Linked DNA regions of Gossypium hirsutum: region 1 is linked to region 2. Evidence: chromatin contacts called from public Hi-C data. All regions are on one chromosome and are shown on one strand. The core of a region is the stretch at or near the end of the contact, and the rest is flanking DNA. Distances in the headings are between cores, read along the strand shown.

Region 1 (3,132 bases), core at 286-2,785, 100 kb after region 2:
AGAAATCTGAACAAAAAATTCCAACATCCACCATTTTCCGGGAAATCTTGGGTCATCAGATTCTTACAGGCTTCTGTAGAACAGCAGATAGATAAACTTGAGGTTTTCCAGAGCCAGCAGCATCAGTTTTCTCTCCTACAACCCATTTCAGCTTCTTGTACCCAAATCTTTCTATCAAACGAGTTAAAGCTCTCTTCTTTTCATCATCAGAACAATAAAAATTATCTAACCAAAATAAGCCACCTGCCCTTAATATACGATCTAAATCAAACATCAAGAACTCCAATTTTTCTGGCTTACCTTCAACATCTAACCCACTTGTGGCATGAACCAAATCAAACACATTATCATAAAAAGGGAACCTATGGTCCAAGCTCAAGAACAAGGGGAAAAGGCCTCTTGCAGCAATGAATTCACTATGTGGTGCATCAACATTCAAGGTGTTAGTAATCACAGTCACATTCCTCTCAGCCATTCTAGCAGCAAAATTCCCAGAACCACCTCCAATATCAAATCCAATTCTAATCCCACCACTCCCCAGAGCTAACACATCATCCATAACAAAATCATTCTTGCTTCTAGCCTTGACATATTTTTGAGTCTCATATCCGTTAGTCAAATTAAAGCAACCAACACAATCCCTACTCAATTTTTTACTATTCAAACAGTTGAAATTCTTGCAACCAAGACCACTCCAAGTAACGATCTTATCACTAACAGGTTTCCATAGAGAAACAGGTAAAGAAGTAAGACCTGGCTTAGGAACAGTCTTGGCAAAGCACCTCCTTCTCGGCAAAGGCTCACATCCCTTCAAGATTAGCTTTTGCGCAAGACTCCAGTCATCAGGACAAGGTCCAGAAACCTTGTAACTCATGTACTGGGACAACAAATCAGCAGATTTCTCACAAGAATGTCCCACAGAAGCCACCATCTCAGTGATCCCAGTTCTGGAATCCTTCCCCAAAGGAAGCTGATGATGTTGCAAAAACAACTTGAGCTCAGTAGCAAGATTGGGTCTTGAAAGATCAAGTGTGTCATAACCAAGGAGCTCTTTTTCCATTTGAGCAAGCTTCCTCTGAGAAGAATCGATCTCTTTTATAATCAAAGAGACATGTTGAGAGATCAGAGAGATGTTTCTGTGAGGATGGTGAAATGGGTTGTCTAAGTGTTGTTTTGGTGAAAACGTGAAGGCATATAAAGCAAAGAGATTGGTTGTAATAACTGAGAAAAGCATGAGAATGTTAACAGCTGAAGAACAAAGGGTTGCTCTCTTGAATCTAGCTGTTCCATCTCCAGTTTTCAGTGAAACCGAACCCATATCTTGCCTTTGCTTTTCTTTTCCTACCTCTTTGCTTCTATGCTAGAGAGTGAAGCCTAAAGCAAGAGTTGGGAAATAAATAAAAATGGGGTTTTTTAATCTTTTTGCGACTTAGATTTGTGAACTGGAAACAAGTTGAGATTAAAAAAAAAAAAAGACCATCTTTTTTATTACCACCTGTGCAAGGAAATTATGGATTTAAGACACTAACTCTGTGGAAAGCGAGTCTGTCGGTTGGCTTGGGTTTATTATAAAGATCAAATCTATAAAGTAAGCTATATCAACGGCTCCTAATTAGTTAGTATAAGAAATTGATAATATAGAGGTAATTTTTATCCGTACACGTGGCAGCATCAAGACAAAGAAAACATACCAGTAAAGCTACATAAAAATCTAATGGGCAATGGGCATCCTCGGTAGAGCTGGCAAACGGACCGATTTAGATGGGTTTATTTAGGACTAGAGTAGTTGGGATTTGGGTTTGGATAGAGCTAGGGGGGCTTTTACGGATTTAGATAATTTTAAATTTTTATAAATTTTAAATATTTAAATTTTAAATATAACAATTTATTCTACTTTTATATAATCACAACATAATTTAATTCTTATGAAAAATATAATTATATATATTTAATAAATTTATTTTATATAAAATAATTAAAGTGATTATTAAATGTAAAATTTATTATTTTATGATATTATATGAATTGACAAAAATATCTTTTATTGTTCATTATTATATTATCGACAATTGAATAGCCTTTTATCTTTTTTGTTAAATTTAAGCTAACACTCATATTTTAAAATATTTATTCCAAATCTCAAATATATTATATTAAACCCAAATTCAAATAATAAACTCTAAACTAATTATAGCCTAAATCTCAAGTCCAAAATAAAAAGAAATTAAATTCAATACCTAAACACAATTTAAAAAATAATATATTGTAATAATATTTTATGTGGTGGTAGTTATAATTATAAACTATACAAAATTACATATAACTATTGGTACTATATCTTTTATTATAATCTATAATATAATAATACTTATAAAATATATCATTTTATTATATAATACTATATCACATACTATAATAGTAGAGTAGTACACAATATATGAATTATTATCATATATTATTGTTTATCATACTGATAGAAATATGTTCTAAGTTTCTATACTTTTCCTACATTCGAAAGTTAACCAGCCTACTATATTGTATAATGTTATATCATATCATATAGTTTATAATATATTAATAGTTTATATATGCATCAATGATTAAAATTATAATATTATGTAATATTATATCTTTTATCATAATCTATAATATAATAGTTATATATAATAGTAGTACATTATTATTAAATATTATTGTTCATTATTATAATAGTTGAAATATGCTCTAAACCCCTATATTTTTCATACATTTAAAAGTTAGTCTTTCTACTATTTTATATAATGCTATATCATATCATATATTAATAATTTATATACATACATCGATGATTAAACATTATAATATCATATAATATTATACCTTTTATTATAATCTATAGTATAATAATAGTTACATATATATTAATATTTTTAGTAATAGTCAGGGGCGGATGGTTTCACGAGTTAAGAGGGCCATTTTAAAAACTTTTAATTAGTATATATGTTTATAGTTAAATCAATAAATTAGCCTTCAATAATTTAAAACAAATATTATTATATATTAAATTAAATTACTAATAAAAATAAAATTTATAATTTTGTTTATAATTTAATTGGGTTGTCATGAAATTTAAGTCATAAACATGTAATTTTA
Region 2 (3,303 bases), core at 795-3,294:
GAATGAAATTAATGGGAATGATGAAAAATCACGAGGTAGATCGTAAATTGCAAAAAAGGAAATTGGCAGAGTTAGTACAAGATGAATACGGGACAAAAGAGACTTAGGAAGAGAATCCAAAAAGGGCTAGACATGGTGGATAGGATCTAATCACGGAGGATGAAACCAATTTGCAAATAGAATATTCAAACCAGACAGGATCGGTGGCTGCCAATGGGCAAGCCGACCGGGCACAATGAAAATCATATGCTGGAATATCCGTGGATTGGGGAGTCCACGGGCAGTAAGAAAGCTTCGGTTTTTACTGAAGCAAAATAATCCTCAACTAGTCTTCCTAATGGAGACTAAAGTAAGTGAAAAGCGTATAGAAGCAATTAGAAGAAGGTGTGGCTTCACGAATGGGCTTGAAGTAGGAGCTGTTGGTACGCGGGGTGGGATTTGCTTAGCATGGCGAGAGGAGGCTCAAATTAATCTTAAATCCATGTCAACAAGTCATATTGATGTGCTGGTCAAAGAAGAAGGTGTTCATGAAGATTGGAGATTCACAGGGTTTTATGGCTCACCCTACTCACAAAATAAAAATACCTCATAGGGTTTACTAAAGATCTTGGGACAGGAGCGAGAGTATCATTGGTTAGTGAGTGGAGATTTTAATGAAATATCTTATTCATTTGAAAAAAAGGGAGGTCAACCGAGGGAGGAAAGGAAGATGGCAGCGTTTCGGGAAGTTCTCCAAGACTGTGACCTTTTAGATATGGGATATTCAGGAATATGGTATACATTGGAAATAGGGAATCTACCAGAGACGAACATTAGAGAAAGATTGGATAGGGGTGTTGCGAATGAAAAATGGATGGACTTATTTCCAACGGGCAATATTCATCATTTAACGTCCACCTTTTCGGATCATTGTCCTCTCCTAATAAGCACAACTAATGCAAGCAGATTCAAGACAATTCCAAGTTTCAAGTTTGAAGCTTGGTGGACCACAGAGGAATCAATAGAAAAAGAAATTCGAAAATCCTTAAAGTCATCAAATGGATCGGTTCTGGAGAAGCTTGAGAACTTACAGATTAGCTTATCAAAATGGGCAAAATTCATAAAGAAGAAACGAAAGGGGCTGACGGATAAAATTACAAAAGAGCTTGAAGATTTAATGAAGAAGGAACTTGATGAAGATGTTATGAGCCAGATTATTAACAAAAGAATCGATTTGAGTATGGAGACCGATAAGGAGGAGATGTATTGGGAACAGAGAGCAATAGCTAATTGGCTGAAGTTAAGAGATAAGAACACGACATTTTTTCATAATTATGCATCAATACGGAGAAGAATTAATACAATCAGTAGGCTTGATAGTGATGATGGAAAAGGAATCAATGAGGAATCAAAAATTAATGAGATGGCTAAGCAGTATTTTCAGAAGCTTTTTTCGACTACTGGCGTTAGAGATTCTTCCCACCTTTTAACAGGTATTCAAAACAGTATCTCTTCGGATATCAACACAGCCCTCTTGGAAAAGTTTACGACAGAGGAGATTTATATAACAGTAAAGGGAATGGGTTCTACAAAAGTTCCAGGTTATGATAGATTTTCGGCTTTATTTTTTCAAAAATACTGGGGTATTGTGGGTGAAGATATTGGGAATTTCTATTTGGAAGTTTTGAACAACGGAAAAGATGTGAAAGGGCTAAACCTAACTAAGATCACTCTTATTCTGAAGAATTCCAATCCTACGAACCTTGTCGACTTTAGACCAATTAGTTTGTGCACAGATTTATATAAAATTATAGCCAAAGCTATTGCCAATCGTCTCCAGGAAGTCATTAGAAGATGTATTGATAGTGCTCAAAGTGCATTTGTCCCAGGGAGGCTTATTTCAGATAATGTTTTGATAGCCTATGAAATTCTACATACACTTCGGCAAAAACGCAAGGGGAAAAAGGGATTCATGGCGATTAAGCTGGACATGAGTAAAGCCTACGATAGAGTTGAATGGGTTTTCTTGAAGGAAGTTATGATGAGGATGGGATTTGCGAAGGAATGGGTGGTATTAATAATGAGATGTATTTCTACAGTCTCTTATGTTGTGACCACAAATGGGAGGAGTGGTAGAGTTTTTAAACCAACCAGAGGACTCCGACAAGGTGACCCACTTAGCCCTTTTCTTTTCTCATTTGCAGTGAAGGTTTATCGTCCTTAATCAGGAATGCCACAAGAGAGGGGTTGATTAAAGGGGTGAGAGCTAGCAGAAGAGGCCCGACAATCTCACACTTGTTATTTGCAGATGATTCCATTTTGTTTGGTGAAGCCACCGAAAGTAGTGCAAGGAACCTAAAAGCTATTTTGAAAGAGTATGAGACTTGTTCTGGTCAATGCGTTAATTTTAATAAGTCCATGATCTTTTTTTAGTTCGAATTTAGAGGAGGGTGATAAAGGAAGTATATCGGCTGAAATGGGAATAGGATGCTCGACTAACATGGAGAAATATCTAGGACTGCCAAACATAGTAGGTCGGAAGAAAAAGGAATCTTCTCAGATTCTCAAAGACAGAGTAAAGCAAAGGATCAAAAATTGGAGCACTCGTTTCTTATCTCAAGGGGGTAGAGAGGTTTTCATTAAATCAGTACTTCAAGCAATTCCTACTTACGTAATGACATGTTTCCTACTACCAAAGTCGCTTTGTGGTGAGTTGGACAATTTATTTGCTAGATTTTGGTGGCAGGAAGGAAAAGGAAAGAAAAGAATTCACTGGTGTCAATGGGAATATATGTGTAGGCCTAAAGAGGAGGGTGGTATGGGTTTTCGAAATATGGCACATTTCAATATAGCACTACTGGCTAAGCAAGGGTGGAGGATTATGAATAATCAGAATGCTCTCGTAACGCAAGTATTCAAAGCTAAGTATCTCCAAGATAATCATTTCTTAAATTCCCGTTTAGGAAATTCATGTTCTTATGTTTGGAAAAGCATTTGGGCAGCCAAAGACTTATTGACAAAAGGGCACTGTTGGAAGGTGGGAATGGGTACTAATATTTCTATCAATGATGCTTGGATTCCAGATTCAGTTAACTTTAGATTATTATCAGAAATTAATTCTATGCGCGATGCTAAAGTTGATGAGTTGATTGACAGTCATTACAGAAGTTGGAAAAAAGAGTTGATTACCAGTACCTTTTCGGAAGATGATGCCACCAAAATCCTCAGAATTCCTCTGGCACAAACACCGCATGAAGACTTTCTTATCTGGGGTGGCGAACGGTCGGGTGAATTCACGGTCAGAAGCGCCTATCAACTATTACA

The links. A called contact is a pair of places that touch in the nucleus more often than the background predicts.
Region 1: a contact with region 2 is called in a Hi-C map of leaf, with 2.5 times the contacts expected there. The contact joins the promoter of LOC107922067 here to the enhancer-like site in region 2. A contact is called at or near these places in 11 of 34 Hi-C or Micro-C datasets (callus, leaf, petal and 1 more).

The regions. Positions count from the first base shown.
Region 1 is chrD01:17,971,782-17,974,913 of Gossypium_hirsutum_v2.1, forward strand. It overlaps LOC107922067 (probable methyltransferase At1g29790), which reads right to left and starts at 1,536. Exons shown (of 1, transcript XM_016851899.2): 1 at 1-1,536. The coding sequence starts at 1,318. The coding sequence ends at 56.
Region 2 is chrD01:17,869,342-17,872,644 of Gossypium_hirsutum_v2.1, forward strand. No RefSeq gene overlaps it. Among protein-coding and RNA genes, the nearest start is that of LOC121213895, 3.2 kb to the left of the region's middle. Within about 2 kb of position 2,045, at least 6 of the 9 cell types and tissues checked have an H3K27ac peak or open chromatin away from gene starts, as enhancers often do.